3 separate regions of the Sus scrofa genome follow, and regions 1 and 3 are each linked to region 2. A link is a contact called in public Hi-C and HiChIP or PLAC-seq data. All regions are on one chromosome and are shown on one strand. Each heading gives the region's core, a stretch centred on a gene start, on an enhancer-like site or on the middle of the called end of the contact. The rest is flanking DNA. Distances are from core to core; before and after follow the strand shown.

Region 1 (4,259 bases), core at 6-2,505, 1.6 Mb before region 2:
TCCAAGGACCTTCTGTTTAATCTGTGACAAAAGGATTGGCCCTGTAGTATTGTTCTCACTGTCCTAACATCACAGAGAAGCAGCAAGCTAGTGCCAGGGCACACACTTTAAGTGGCGTGGCTTGACAAACATGATTCCCTGAGACATATAAGTGGCACAAAATCATAGACGTGCCACTGCAGCTCCAGGTAGGAGTCTAGCTTACTTAAAGTATCAGGACACGTGTCCTTTGCCAGCTTGAACAGGGACATGCTTTCCAAGGCCTCAGCTCTCAACTCACTATGTCCAAATCCAGCCTACAAAGTGAAACTTTTATTTCAAGTTTCTGAGGTGACCTGGTTCCAGTGAAATTCTCAAGGCGGATGGGGAAAGGAAGAAAGAGGGAAGAGAGAGAGACAAGTGTGGTACATACAGCGCACCGGGCACAGGTGCCCCAGCAGGGTGACAATGGCAGGGACACTGTACCTGGGTAGCAGGAGGCAGGCTTCCTGGACCCACGCGGGGCTCGCTGGTTTCAGGCGGGTCTAGTCGGCCGACCGCTGAACTCCCTTCAATGTCAAAAGGAAAAGCGCTGTCGTCCCCGGACGCGGCGCGGGAGCAGGCGGCGCCCCAGAGGAGACACAGGGGCAGGACTGCGCACCAGGCTGAGCTCAAAGCCATCTCTCCGCTGACATCCGACAGGGCTCCTTCAGGGGCTCAGCCACTGTTGGTCCTCGCCGGTCCCTCCCCGTAGTGCGGCGGTGCCTCCCTGCTTATTTTACCTTCTCTGCCTCTGCAGTATCCAGATGGGGGAACTCAAGTCAGCCCGCGGAGCAACTTAGTAGAAAAAGGGAGAGTGAGAGAGTAAGCCAGAGCCTGTCCCCACCCCCTCTTCCCTCTTTCTGTCTTCCCCCTCTGTTTCTCTCACTTTCTCTCTCTCTCTCTCCCCAGAGGCTCTGGCTGAAGAATGTACAGATGGATGGAGCTTAAAGCTGAGCATCAAAAGGCGGGTGGGGTTGGGGCGAGTCCTGAGAGCGCCGCCGGCCGCCTCCTGTCCCTGACTGACTGAGGGCCGACTGAGGGCTACGCTGCCCTGGCTTCCTTCCCACACCCATTCTCACCGCTCCCTTTTTACCTTCACTTCCAGGCCCTCCCCCTCCAAGCAGGCCTTTCTGACACTACTGGCGGGGCTTTCCTCGCGACCTCCCCTCCCCTTTCAGTTTGGGGCCCCTCAAGGGTCCCAGATGAATATTCAGCTTTTGTGATTGCTTCCTCACATCTCTTATTTGTTTAGCCAAGGTGCCGGATGTCTTATCTGTATTTATGTAGATCTTTTATGTGGCCCAGCTAGTTTGCAGGAAAGTGGGTGTAAAAGGGATTCCTGGCTGGAGCTGGGAGGTGGAGGCTCCCAGATGGCAGGGGGGGGAGGGCACCCACTTTCTTGTACAAAGTTTCTCCTTTTCTAGAGACAGGCTGCTGCCCTCTTTGTGCTCCTACCTTCCCTGGAGACTGGCTGGCCACCCTCTTCCTCCCGACAGTCCTCACCCAGAGGGCTTGGGAGAAGAATATGTTTCACTGCAGCACTGGAAAATGACTTCATTACTGAAATGCATGAACTTTTATTGACAAAGAACATCTTGTTTTCGTCCTAAAGAGGTGCTTTGTAAAGGGCCAGGAACAAGGCTTGCAGTGTATGAGCCTGTCAAATATACTGCTCACAGCCCCAACCTCTTCCTCTTGGCCTGTAATCTCATGCTACTGCATGTGTCTAAGTCATGTAACCTTCCAAGACTTTGGAGCCAAGTTGAGCTACAATTATGAGGGGTACCCATATGGATGGGTCAATGGCCACTACAGTTGATAGGTACCTTTGCAGTCATTAGCTTCATAAGGAGCCTTAAACTTTCCCAGGAGACGCACACATGGCTTCAAAAGGACTAGATGAGATAACCATAAAATGCCACTTAAGTTTCTGGGTGTTTGAAATTGCTTACAATCAAACAAAAAAAAAAAAAAAAAAAAAAAGTTTTAATAAAACCTATCCATTAGCTCTATTTAAAGGACAAAAATCATTTTATCCAAGGATAAACAAAGCAGCCATTTATTTTGCACCTACCATATGCCTGATACTTTTTATGTGTTATTTGTAGTCCTCACAGCATTTTTGAAAAATAGAATTATTATTTCCTTTTTATAGAAGAAGAAAGGGAGGTTCTGAGAGACTAGGGCATTTGCCCAAGTAAAAGCTGGTAGAAAGCTGAATCTGATCCTCACTGCTTCCAAAACTATCTTTCATGTCTATTCCACATGGAAACTCACAAAATAAAGGTCACAAATTCAGAGTTAGAAGAGATGGCACCCTCATTTTTTTGAGTACCTTCTAGGTGCCAAAAAGTTTTCATAAATTATCTTGTTTATTTCCATTTTCACTATTATGAGATAGGTATTGTTATACATATTTGGTAATGGGTGTGTGGTAAAAGTGCTACTAGAACCCAGGTAAATCTGATGCTCAGGTCAATGATTTTCAACAATAAGATGGTATGATACAAAAGTGCCAAGCTGGAAGAAGCAAAAAGTTTTCATACATCCTAAAGTATCTGTAATGTTTTCATTTTAAGATATAAAAACAGTGTTACAATGAACCATTAAGCTCAATTATGATCATCTTCCAAATAAGCTGGTTAACCCACTAAATTAAGTAAAAGAACTTAAAAAAGTATGTGTGGGTTTGGTTAATTTTTCAAGAGACTTATATTGGGAGACAAGATGGCCAACCTCCGAAGAGGAAGAAATGATGCTAAATGTCCTGTCCCACTTTTGCTTTTAAAAAAACCTTAGTAGTAATAATAATAATAATAATAATAATAATAATATACACATCATATTCTGACTTCAGATATAGACCTCATCAATATGCAAAAGCTATTCACATTTGTTTTCTGAAGGATTATGTCCCATTCTTCTTTAACTGTCAATTAGTCTTACACTTTTTGTTTGACCCAGAGTCTCTTTTCATCTTTCCTCACCAGTTTAGATTCTTTAAGAGGCCTGAGCAGTGGGGGTAGGAGTGCATTTATGCAAGACCTATGAATTTTTAATTTTTGATTAAAAATATGCTTCTAACTCCCCTCATCTTCTTTCTGCAGACATTATTATTATTTTTGAAGCAAAAGAGCGTAACACACAGGAACATGGGTTTTATATGGAATAAAATAGACTTCAAACCCTAGGTCTGTTTACAGTGGTTCTGGGAGCTTGACAGAACTTAGTCTCTCTGAATGTCAATTTCCTCATCTGTAAAATGGAATGATGATGCCCCTCATGAGTTGTAAATGAAATAATGTGAATAAAGTATTAGCACAACCCGGCATAGAGACAGTGCTCAATATTTACTATCTAACTATTCTATTTTAAATTAAAGTCTTTTATTTATTTATTTATTTTTTGTCTTTTTGCTATTTCTTGGGCCGCTCCCACTGCTTGTGGAGATTCCCAGGCCAGGGGTCCAATCGGAGCTGCAGCCACCGGCCTACACCAGAGCCACAGCAACGCGGGATCCGAGCCGCATCTGCGAACTACACCACAGCTCATGGCAACGCCGGATCCCTAACCTACTGAGCAAGGGCAGGGACCGAACCCGCAACCTCATGGTTCCTAGTCGGATTCTTTAACCACTGCGCCACGACGGGAACTCCTAAAGTCTTTTTTTAAAAAAATCACAGAATCATCATCATTATTATTATTTTTTGTCTTTTGTCTTTTTAGGGCCTCACCCATAGCATATGGAGGTTTCCAGGCTAGGGGTCCAATTGGAGCTGTAACTGCCAGCCTACGCTACAGCCACAGCAGTGCGGGATCAGAGCCACATCTGCGACGTACACCACAGCTCACAGCAATGCCGGATCCTTCACCCACTGAGCGAGGCCAGGGATCCAACCCTCGTCCTCATGGATCCTAGTCGGGTTCTTTAACCACTGAGCCATGATGGGAACTCCCAGAATCACTATTTTTAAAGAGGAAACATAACCATGTTTATTTATCCTGTGACCTGGGGAACCTCCTCTTTGCTGAGAATAGCTGTTCAGGTTTCTGGCTATTAGTTGGGACTTCCCTGTCTTAACCATGAATGAGGCCGTCATGGATCTTAGAAGAACAGGGCAGGCAGGCGAGGAGGGAGGATTGCTGACTATTTTGCAGCAAGTTGGGAGGCACTAAGACAAAGGTAGTCATCACTAAAGGGCCACCCTGAGACCATCCATGGCCTGAGTGTGGGAGGA
Region 2 (4,078 bases), core at 1,537-4,036:
GTGAGTTGGTTTATAGGCATTACCAGTTCTACATTTTCACTATGACCACTGGGCTCTTTAATCATATTCATATAAGTAATCATATTTCTCTACTTAGACCTTTATTTGAAACCTTTAGCTCTGGAAAACGCTGAACTCCTGAGAAACTATGTACTTACACCGTACAACTTCCTACTGGTTCCAGTCTTGTTTGGCGGTCCTTCCCAGCCATTATGTAGTTTCGGGGGCAGAACGACCTCTTCCCATTTCCCAGCCCCTTCCTTCCTCACCCATTCTCCGCCTTCATCCCCTCCTGCATTCGCAGCTTTCTCCTGGCTGGCCGGACGCTGGGAGAGGTTGGCACAAAGCTCAGCGCCCCCCGGCAGCGTCCCGCAAACCGCCTCCCCCTGCCAGTTACCGGGGAGTGTCGGCTTCCCAACCTACGCTAGAAATGCGCTCTTATCGAAAGAAAAAGATCTTTTCTACCCCAAACTACGGACCGCTCGTGGGGAGTGAAATCTATGTGTTTACACTTGTTTTCTATCCCCGGAGCTGCGGAGAGAATTGATTGGCTCCCTCGCGCCCGCGACGCTTGGGGTCCCCCCCCACGCCCCGCCTGGACCCCGCCCCCTTGCGCGGCCATCTGCTTGGTTGTCTGTCTCCAGTCTCTCGCTCAGCATCCCTTTCGCTTCCCTGCAACTCCCCCGCCGGCTCCGCCCCTTCCCCCTCCCCCCGCTCGGGGCTCCGAATCTTCCCCGGCCGTTGCCAAGGAGACAAGCCGATACCAGGCAAATAGGCATTAGAGAAAGAAAAGGGGGGAAAGCTACAAGGCAGCCTGGTAACAAAGAAGCAATAAAAGCAGCCCCCAAATGGAGGGCTAAGAACCCGTCTGGAGAAAATTTGAAAACGAGCTAGCAGTCACCCCAAATTTAACCGGGAGGGGGATGTAGACGAAGGGACTTGGTTCACTTTTGGGGGGCGGGGGCGGTAATCAACAGCCTAAAAGTCTTCTGAGAATCGCCTGGATGGTGGCTTTGGATCAGCCCAGTTGGCTTTTCAAGTTGGAACTCCGCTAATACAAGGGATTCGCATCCAACGCGGCGACTGGGGTCTTGGGCCAGGCCAGCGGGCTCCCTTAAGGGTGATAACACGTTTGGCAAGATACACTTTTACGGAAACATCTTAACATCAGTTCTGGGGGATATGACTTCATGATTGAATGATGCATCTGAATAAGTGGACAGTGAGAAGACGAGGCTTCATGAAAAGATATGCAGCTTGATTTTCAAAGCAATAGTTGAACAAAGAGTTATTGGCTTGAACTAACCGTCTTTTTCACTCAGTGTGACCCATTTCCCTACAATGAGCTGAAAAATAAAACTGTTTTAGAATTCAGAGCCAGCACCAGGAGAAATGAACCATTACTTCGACTGCTTCTCACCTCCATAAGCAGAAGATAATTCATTTCAGGATCACTAAAGGTAGCCTGATTTGGACACAAGTGAAAACTTTGGGAGCAGAAATGTAGGTGATAGGAGAATGCTTATAAGTGTGTATCCTTGATTTTTAGCCCCACCCTCTCACCTTCTATTCTTTAAATCAGTGCTCTGTCTTTCACGCACAAACAGCTTCTGATACTTCGGTGGCAAGGGTTACAGATGGAGGTACCCTGGGTTCCTTAATAGAAGCTTCCTTTCTAACTCAAGTTAGGCTTGAAGCGTTCAGGGTTCTTCTTGCTATCTCTCAATGTGTAATTTCTCCTTAGAACTGTAATAGTCAATCCGGTTGTTCAGAGTTTCATCACTGCTGTCTCCCTGCCTTCCAGGAGCCCACTGGCTTGCATGCACACTTACGCACGTTCAGAAAAAAAAGAGTCCATCCCATCCTGGCAGTAGGCTGAAAAAAATTCATATCGACGCGAATTGCCTCTTAACTGTAAATATAGATTCGTACACTCTATGCTGTAGGATCTCATTTCACCCTAGAGAAAATTGTCATTTCACACAGCGATAAAATGTAAACCTTTTCGATCTTTTGTACATGGCCCTCACTTAATTTTGTTGGGGGGAGGGGGGAATCATTAATTGGATTGGGGCGGGGGAGAAGGTTGATGAGCGCCGTAGGCCAATCTTGAAATATTTTATTTCATGCCAATGTGGGATAGGGAAGGGAGTGTGGCTTCGGCTGCTTGCTGCTTTTGCATTTTCCACATCTGGCCTACAGACCTAATTCTAACTCGCGATCTCGTTTGATGAAATTCGATCTTCTTGGTTTAAATACCTTTCAATTTCGGGCGATTTCGCATTTGCAACCGTTAAAAAAAAAATGCTGTTGAGTATCTGTGAAGTCAATATGGAACACAGAGAAAGAAAACATGCTGCACACAAACCCCAACCATTGTCTTAAAAACTCGCATAGACACACATACACATAAACACACGGAAAGATGGGGGAGGGGAGAGGGTGGAAGGAGACAGACGCAGATACAGACAGAGGAGAGTCAAAGCAAGTCAAGTTAACGTTTTCTCCGCCCCCATCCACAAGTACTCCCCCTCCCGCGTTAATTAATTACAAACAAAGCAAACCAATCAAGTAATGCATTATTATTTTTAAGCCGAGGGAGGCGAGAGGCATGTATTTTTTAATTGATTTATTTATTTGGAGGACATTAATTCTCGGTATGAGGCTGATTTTCAAACCGTTTGCAAAGCGCGGCTCCATTGTTCGAGGCGAGCGCAGGCCCCGCCCCCTGCTTTGTGTGCAACGCGCGGATTGGCCGGCGTGCGCGGGGGCCGCGTCAGCGCCCGTGAGCCCATTCATCTGTGCACTTGGGCGTTGGACTCCGCATCTTATTAGCAACCAGGGAGATTTCTCCATTTTCCTCTTGTCTACAGTGCGGCTACAAATCTGGGATTTTTTTTATTACTTCTTTTTTTTTTAAACTACACTTGGGCTCCTTTTTTTGTGCTCGACTTTTCCACCCTTTTTCCCTCCCTCCTGCGCTGCTGCTTTTTGATCTCTTCGACTAAAATTTTTTTATCCGGAGTGTATTTAATCGACTCTGTTCTGTCCTCTTCACCACCCCCACTCCCCCCTCCCTCCGGTGTGTGTGTGCTGCTGCTGCCGCTGCCGCCGCCGCTGCTGCCGCTGCTGCTGCTCGCCCCGTCGTTACACCAACCCGAAGCTCTTTGTTCCCCCCTTGGATCTGTTGAGTTTCTTTGTTGAAGAAGCCAGCATGGGTGCCCAGTTCTCCAAGACCGCTTCGAAGGGAGAAGCCGCTGGGGAGAGGCCCGGGGAGGCGGCTGTGGCCTCGTCGCCTTCCAAAGCGAATGGGCAGGTAATTTCTACCTGTGGTTCTGGTCATTTCTTTGGTATCTTTCTCTAGTCCCTACGCTTCCCCTTCCTTCCTGGTCGTGCCTGAGGCGCATTAGGCGGAAAGGAGAGAGCCAGATTCCAATATGAAAGTTGAATGGAAAGCGATAGCCTAAATTGTAAATTTCTCATAGGTGGTGTCTCCCCCTGCCCCAAAGTGGTGGTTCCCAGAAAATCCTGGCGAATTCTCGTGTAGACGGGAGGAAAGAAGTGATAAATTGTCTAAAATGGCGTGTTTGGAGCTTGGCAGAACGTGACTAGCTAGGTGCTACCCCACACCCCCACCCCCAGGCAGGTTGCATTTCTGTTGGGTGGGCACAAAGGTGTTTGGGTGTCTCGTGTTTGTTGTCGAGACTGAGTCGCCTTCAGGATATCTGAACTGGTGTGGTTGTGTAAGTGGGTAGGGAAGTGGGGGGGCGCAATAGGGATGGCGGTGGAGAAAGCCTAGGAGGGAAGGGCTGTCTCATTGTATGCCGAGGCGGCGTGCCCTGGGTTCTTGGAAAGGTGACTGGCCGGTTGGCTGGCTGGAGGTGAACAGAAGGGTTTCACTACCTTTTGATGGGCTTTCCTACTGTTCTAAATCCCTGTTCGTAGCTGTCTAATTACACACACATCTGACTTTTAAGTGGATGGGAAGACTGGGTCCTTGAAGAACCTGTCCAGATGGTCAACAAGAGGCAATTCGTGTGTTTCAGTCAGGGCTATTGGTGTGCGTGGCGCCTGGACC
Region 3 (4,165 bases), core at 1,321-3,820, 1.1 Mb before region 2:
CTAGGAAAATCAATCTGACCCATGCTTGAGTTCATTATTCTCTGACTTTCTCTAGAGAAATTTTGTAAAAATAAATTTAATATATGAGAATATAATTTGATAGTGGCCTTCTGCTCATTCACACTGAAGACACTCTCTGAGATTTTATCCACACACACAATAGCTTTTTTATCTCTCTCTCCAGCTAAGATTTGTGTCTTGAGTTCCAGACATTTATTTCCAGCTCTCTAATCACCATTTTGACCTAGTTATATCAAACTCTTTGAGACCCGAAAACATGCCAAAATTGTACTCACCACATTTCAATCCAAAGCCAAACCCACAATATTTTACTTCCAAACCCTGTATTTACTATCTTATCACACTGCATTCATTCAGATCCCCCAAAATAGAAACTTGGGGTAACCATGAAGTCTGCTTTTTCCTTTATGTCATTCAGTCTATCACCAAGTACTATCTCCTCTATTTTCTAAGTATATTTCAAATCTATCTTGTGTTCCACATGCCAACTAGCTCTCATTTGCTGAACCTGCCTCATTTCTTACCTAGGATATTAGGAAATCTTTTTACTTGATGTTTTCTGGCTCCAGTCTATCAGATTATCTGCCATGCAGCTGCCAGAATTGTCTTCATAAAATGTAAACCTTATTAGCATCTGCTTAGAATCATTCAATAGTTCCCTTCTGCATTCAGGCAAAAGTCCAAGCTTTTTAGATATGTTTACAAGGACCCTTATGATCTGTCCTCTTTGTACATTTCCATTTACTCTTTTGCTACAACTTTAAGAGAGAATTCTTAACTAGCTTTACAGAAATTCTTACAATTTCCTGAGTGAAGTATGCTCCCCTGTACCTTTGAGTCATTTCTAGTGTTTCCTTTACCTTCAACATCTTTACCTATCTTGTCAACGCTCCCAAATCATACTTGTCATTAAAGAGTCAGTTCAAGTAACGCTTTTTCTTCAAAGACTTCCTGACTTTCTTGGTGCAAGCCAGGTGCCTCCAGAAATTTTGTTAAGTGGGACCCTCTACTAGGGACTCTTTCTCAATTATATTGCTTACTGCCAATTCTTGAATGTCTCCCACAGTTGCTGGAAGTTCTTTGGCGGTGAGGTCCATAACTTGTTTCAATCTTTGTGCTCCTAGAGAATAGACTAGCACATGAAATAGGGGGTTCGGGGCACTGAAAAGTGTTCTATGAATAGACAAATGCAAGAAATCTAGAAAGGAAGTTAATTTGAGAGGAAATTATTGGGTAGAATTCAAAAGTCCTAGTAAGTAGATATTTGAGAAAGAGAATTATGGAGGTTTATTCTACTTTACAGTAGAAAAAAATGTTTCATCCCTTATCAATCTGCAGAGAATGAATGTTCCTTTTTATAGATCACCAGAGAAATTATGTAATTCCATATTGAGTAACGATCAAAATGTAAAATTATATTGCTTTTTAAAAAAATAGGAATTGTAGTTTATAACATAAAAGTACAAGGCTAAAATTTGAAGGAATCTTTTGAGATTTCATATAATTTCTATTTGAATTAATTCATAAAATGGGGGAAAGAAAGACATATAGGTAATTTCTTATCATTTAATAGAACAAAATGTTTCAAGCACACTTTAAGGATAAATTATCAACATCTCTCTTCTAAAATACTTTAAAAAGTGAAATAATCACTCAATTATTTGAGAAGTGCTTTTTATCTCTTGTACATTTAATTATATCCAGGAAGATATGGTAAATTATTATTAGGTCCAGTTAAATTTTATAAATGGTATTTTGTAGGAAGGCAAAACTAGCAAGCTTGTATTTCAGTTATGGAAATTTATACACTGAAGGCAATTTACAGTAAAAAATGATACACTGTATAGGCAATTTACTATAAAGTAGTACAGTAGTAAACTTTATCTGAAGTTCATATTTCTACCAAACTCAACTCTCTATAACCCAGTCCCCTAAACAGATAATAGGGGAAAAAATATGTGAGCAACTGAAGTAAGTGTCCAAAGTTGAGGCATTAACTCTGCACTTGAATCCACTTCTTGAGAGCCATTGTTCAAATAGTCCTAAGATTCATCATCCAATTAATTAAAAAGAGGGAAAGACTCTATATATGCACTTATTTATGTGTATTTGTGCATAAATGCCTTGTTTTTGTATATGAATAATCCATAAAATTGTAGGTCATTTCAGTGAGTTCTTTGAGAGTGCATCCTGGTTGTTGAATTCAAATTTAGCTCTTCCCTTTTTCTTTCCTTTTCCCTTCCTTATTTAGAATTTGAGCTGCACAGAAGTGAAATTTGACTCAAGGACTAAACAATTAAATAATCACATTCTCTGTTTGAACTGATTCAATATATCAGAATTGGGAGAGGCTTGAGAAATCCTTGGTGGCTTTTATTATTGTAAAATCAAAAAGGCCTTTTTCATTTTACAAGCTCTGGATTTTTATCTGCAGTTTGAATACAAAGAACAACTTAGCCTCATGATCTGCCATGTGAAATGCCATATGTGTTTTCCTTCCCTCTGCTTCATTTTCCTGCATTCCTAGCGTATGATGAATCCTGTTCTCAGTTTACAGGTATGTGGACTATTTCGGGTCATGTCCAAGCATTTAATGTTCTAGAAAAGGCAGCTGTGTCTTAAAGAGCCTCTGCATCATCAGAAAATCTCTGAAATTTCAAAGCCATACCAAAATGAAACTTATTCTTACTCAAACAATTTACTTCATATGTACTTCATATTCATTTGAAGTTGACATTCATCACTAATAACATTGTTGACTTTGTACTTTCCTCAAATTGAGAAAAGTATGCCTGATGATCTCTCAGCCAAAAGAACCTGTTTCAATAATATCTATAGTATTTATGTGAGCATGCCTGAATGAATATTCATTCAGGCAATACTTTTAATATTCATTAAAAGTATTAGTTCTCTTTAGCTAATCCAACATTATATGACTTTTAAAACTTATTAGTGATAAATTGCTTTTCAATATGTATAGAATTTTTCCAACTATAAAGTGATAGTTTTTGTTCTTTTTAATGATGCTAAGAAGCGAATTTTTTGGTATGTTTTATATAGTTTCTTTATTTCCATATTCTATCTGTATAAATTGGCATTTGGCTAGAGAATTGTGTTGAAGAGAGTAGGAAGAAGAAATGTACCTAGATCATAATTCTACGATCTGCATGAAGTCTGTCTGGTAAGCTAATGGACATTAAGTTAAAAATATTACCATCATTAGTCTTGAATAACCTCCAAGCAGAAAGAGGATCTAACCACTGAAGGGGAGTGAAATTACTTTAATGAAGTAAACATACTTCAGAGTCACTAAGCTTTTCATGTCAAAAGACTGAGCAGTAGGTCATACCTATTATATACCTCTGGTAATATATTTTACTTATTTTTTAAGAACCACACCCACAGCACACAGAAGCTCCAAGGCTAGGGGTCAGATTGGAGCTGTAGCTGCTGGCCTACACGGTACCCATAGCAACACCAGATCTGAGTGTATCTGTGACCTACACTGCAGCTCACTGCATCGCTGGATCCTTAACCCAATGAGTGGGGCCAGGGATTGAACTGTCATTCTTATGGATACTAGTCGGGTTTGTTCTCATAACATTCTTAAAAAATAAACTTACAAGTCAATGGGTATTCAATGAATGGGTATTCAATGGATATTCATTGCCCTGAATGCCCATAGCATCCTGCATTTTCCTGGATGCTAGGGGGTTCACTATACAGCTAACAGTCAGCCCACAGTGAAATTAAATTCTATTTGGTGAGGCAAGGCTTATACACATGGACACATCATTATACATGGCAGTTGATTTGAAACCCACATACATGTAAAGGTGTGACATTTATTTGGTACAGAAAAATAGAGAACAGAGCTATATGTAATAAAATGGCATATGCAGTACAATTACACAGTGCAAAAGAAGGAGCAATAAAAGGATATTTTCATTATAGTCAGCAATAGTCAACTGTTAGAGTGACAATAAATTTGGGATTTTCAAATAACTCTGCCTGAGAAATGTGTATCTATTTTGGTGCTAAATCATAGAATAGTTTAACATTAAGGTGAGAATCATTGTATCTTTGTTGCAATTTACCAATCATTGCTATTTCTCAGGATTTTTTCTTAATTACCTTTAAAAAG

The links. A called contact is a pair of places that touch in the nucleus more often than the background predicts. HiChIP or PLAC-seq counts read pairs in DNA pulled down with a chosen protein or histone mark.
Region 1: an H3K27ac HiChIP or PLAC-seq map of skeletal muscle shows a contact between it and region 2, with 7 times the contacts expected there. The contact joins the promoter of LAMA4 here to the promoter of MARCKS in region 2. A contact is called at or near these places in 1 of 47 Hi-C or Micro-C datasets (embryonic fibroblasts) and 1 of 2 datasets of contacts at active chromatin or transcription factors (skeletal muscle).
Region 3: a Hi-C map of embryonic fibroblasts shows a contact between it and region 2, with 2.7 times the contacts expected there. The contact joins the enhancer-like site here to the promoter of MARCKS in region 2. A contact is called at or near these places in 1 of 5 promoter capture datasets (fetal skeletal muscle), 2 of 47 Hi-C or Micro-C datasets (embryonic fibroblasts and retroperitoneal adipose tissue) and 1 of 2 datasets of contacts at active chromatin or transcription factors (skeletal muscle).

Annotation. Positions count from the first base shown.
Region 1 is chr1:78,223,309-78,227,567 of Sscrofa11.1, forward strand. LAMA4 (laminin subunit alpha-4) reads right to left here and starts at 1,256. Exons shown (of 41, transcript XM_013992761.2): 1 at 1,115-1,256; 2 at 466-816. The coding sequence starts at 660.
Region 2 is chr1:79,787,010-79,791,087 of Sscrofa11.1, forward strand. It overlaps MARCKS (myristoylated alanine-rich C-kinase substrate), which reads left to right and starts at 2,787. Exons shown (of 2, transcript XM_021091501.1): 1 at 2,787-3,316. The coding sequence starts at 3,215.
Region 3 is chr1:78,728,946-78,733,110 of Sscrofa11.1, forward strand. No RefSeq gene overlaps it. Among named protein-coding and RNA genes, the nearest start is that of RFPL4B, 420 kb to the left of the region's middle. Within about 2 kb of position 2,571, at least 4 of the 83 cell types and tissues checked have an H3K27ac peak or open chromatin away from gene starts, as enhancers often do. A contact at or near this core is called in embryonic fibroblasts and fetal skeletal muscle, where this site is marked.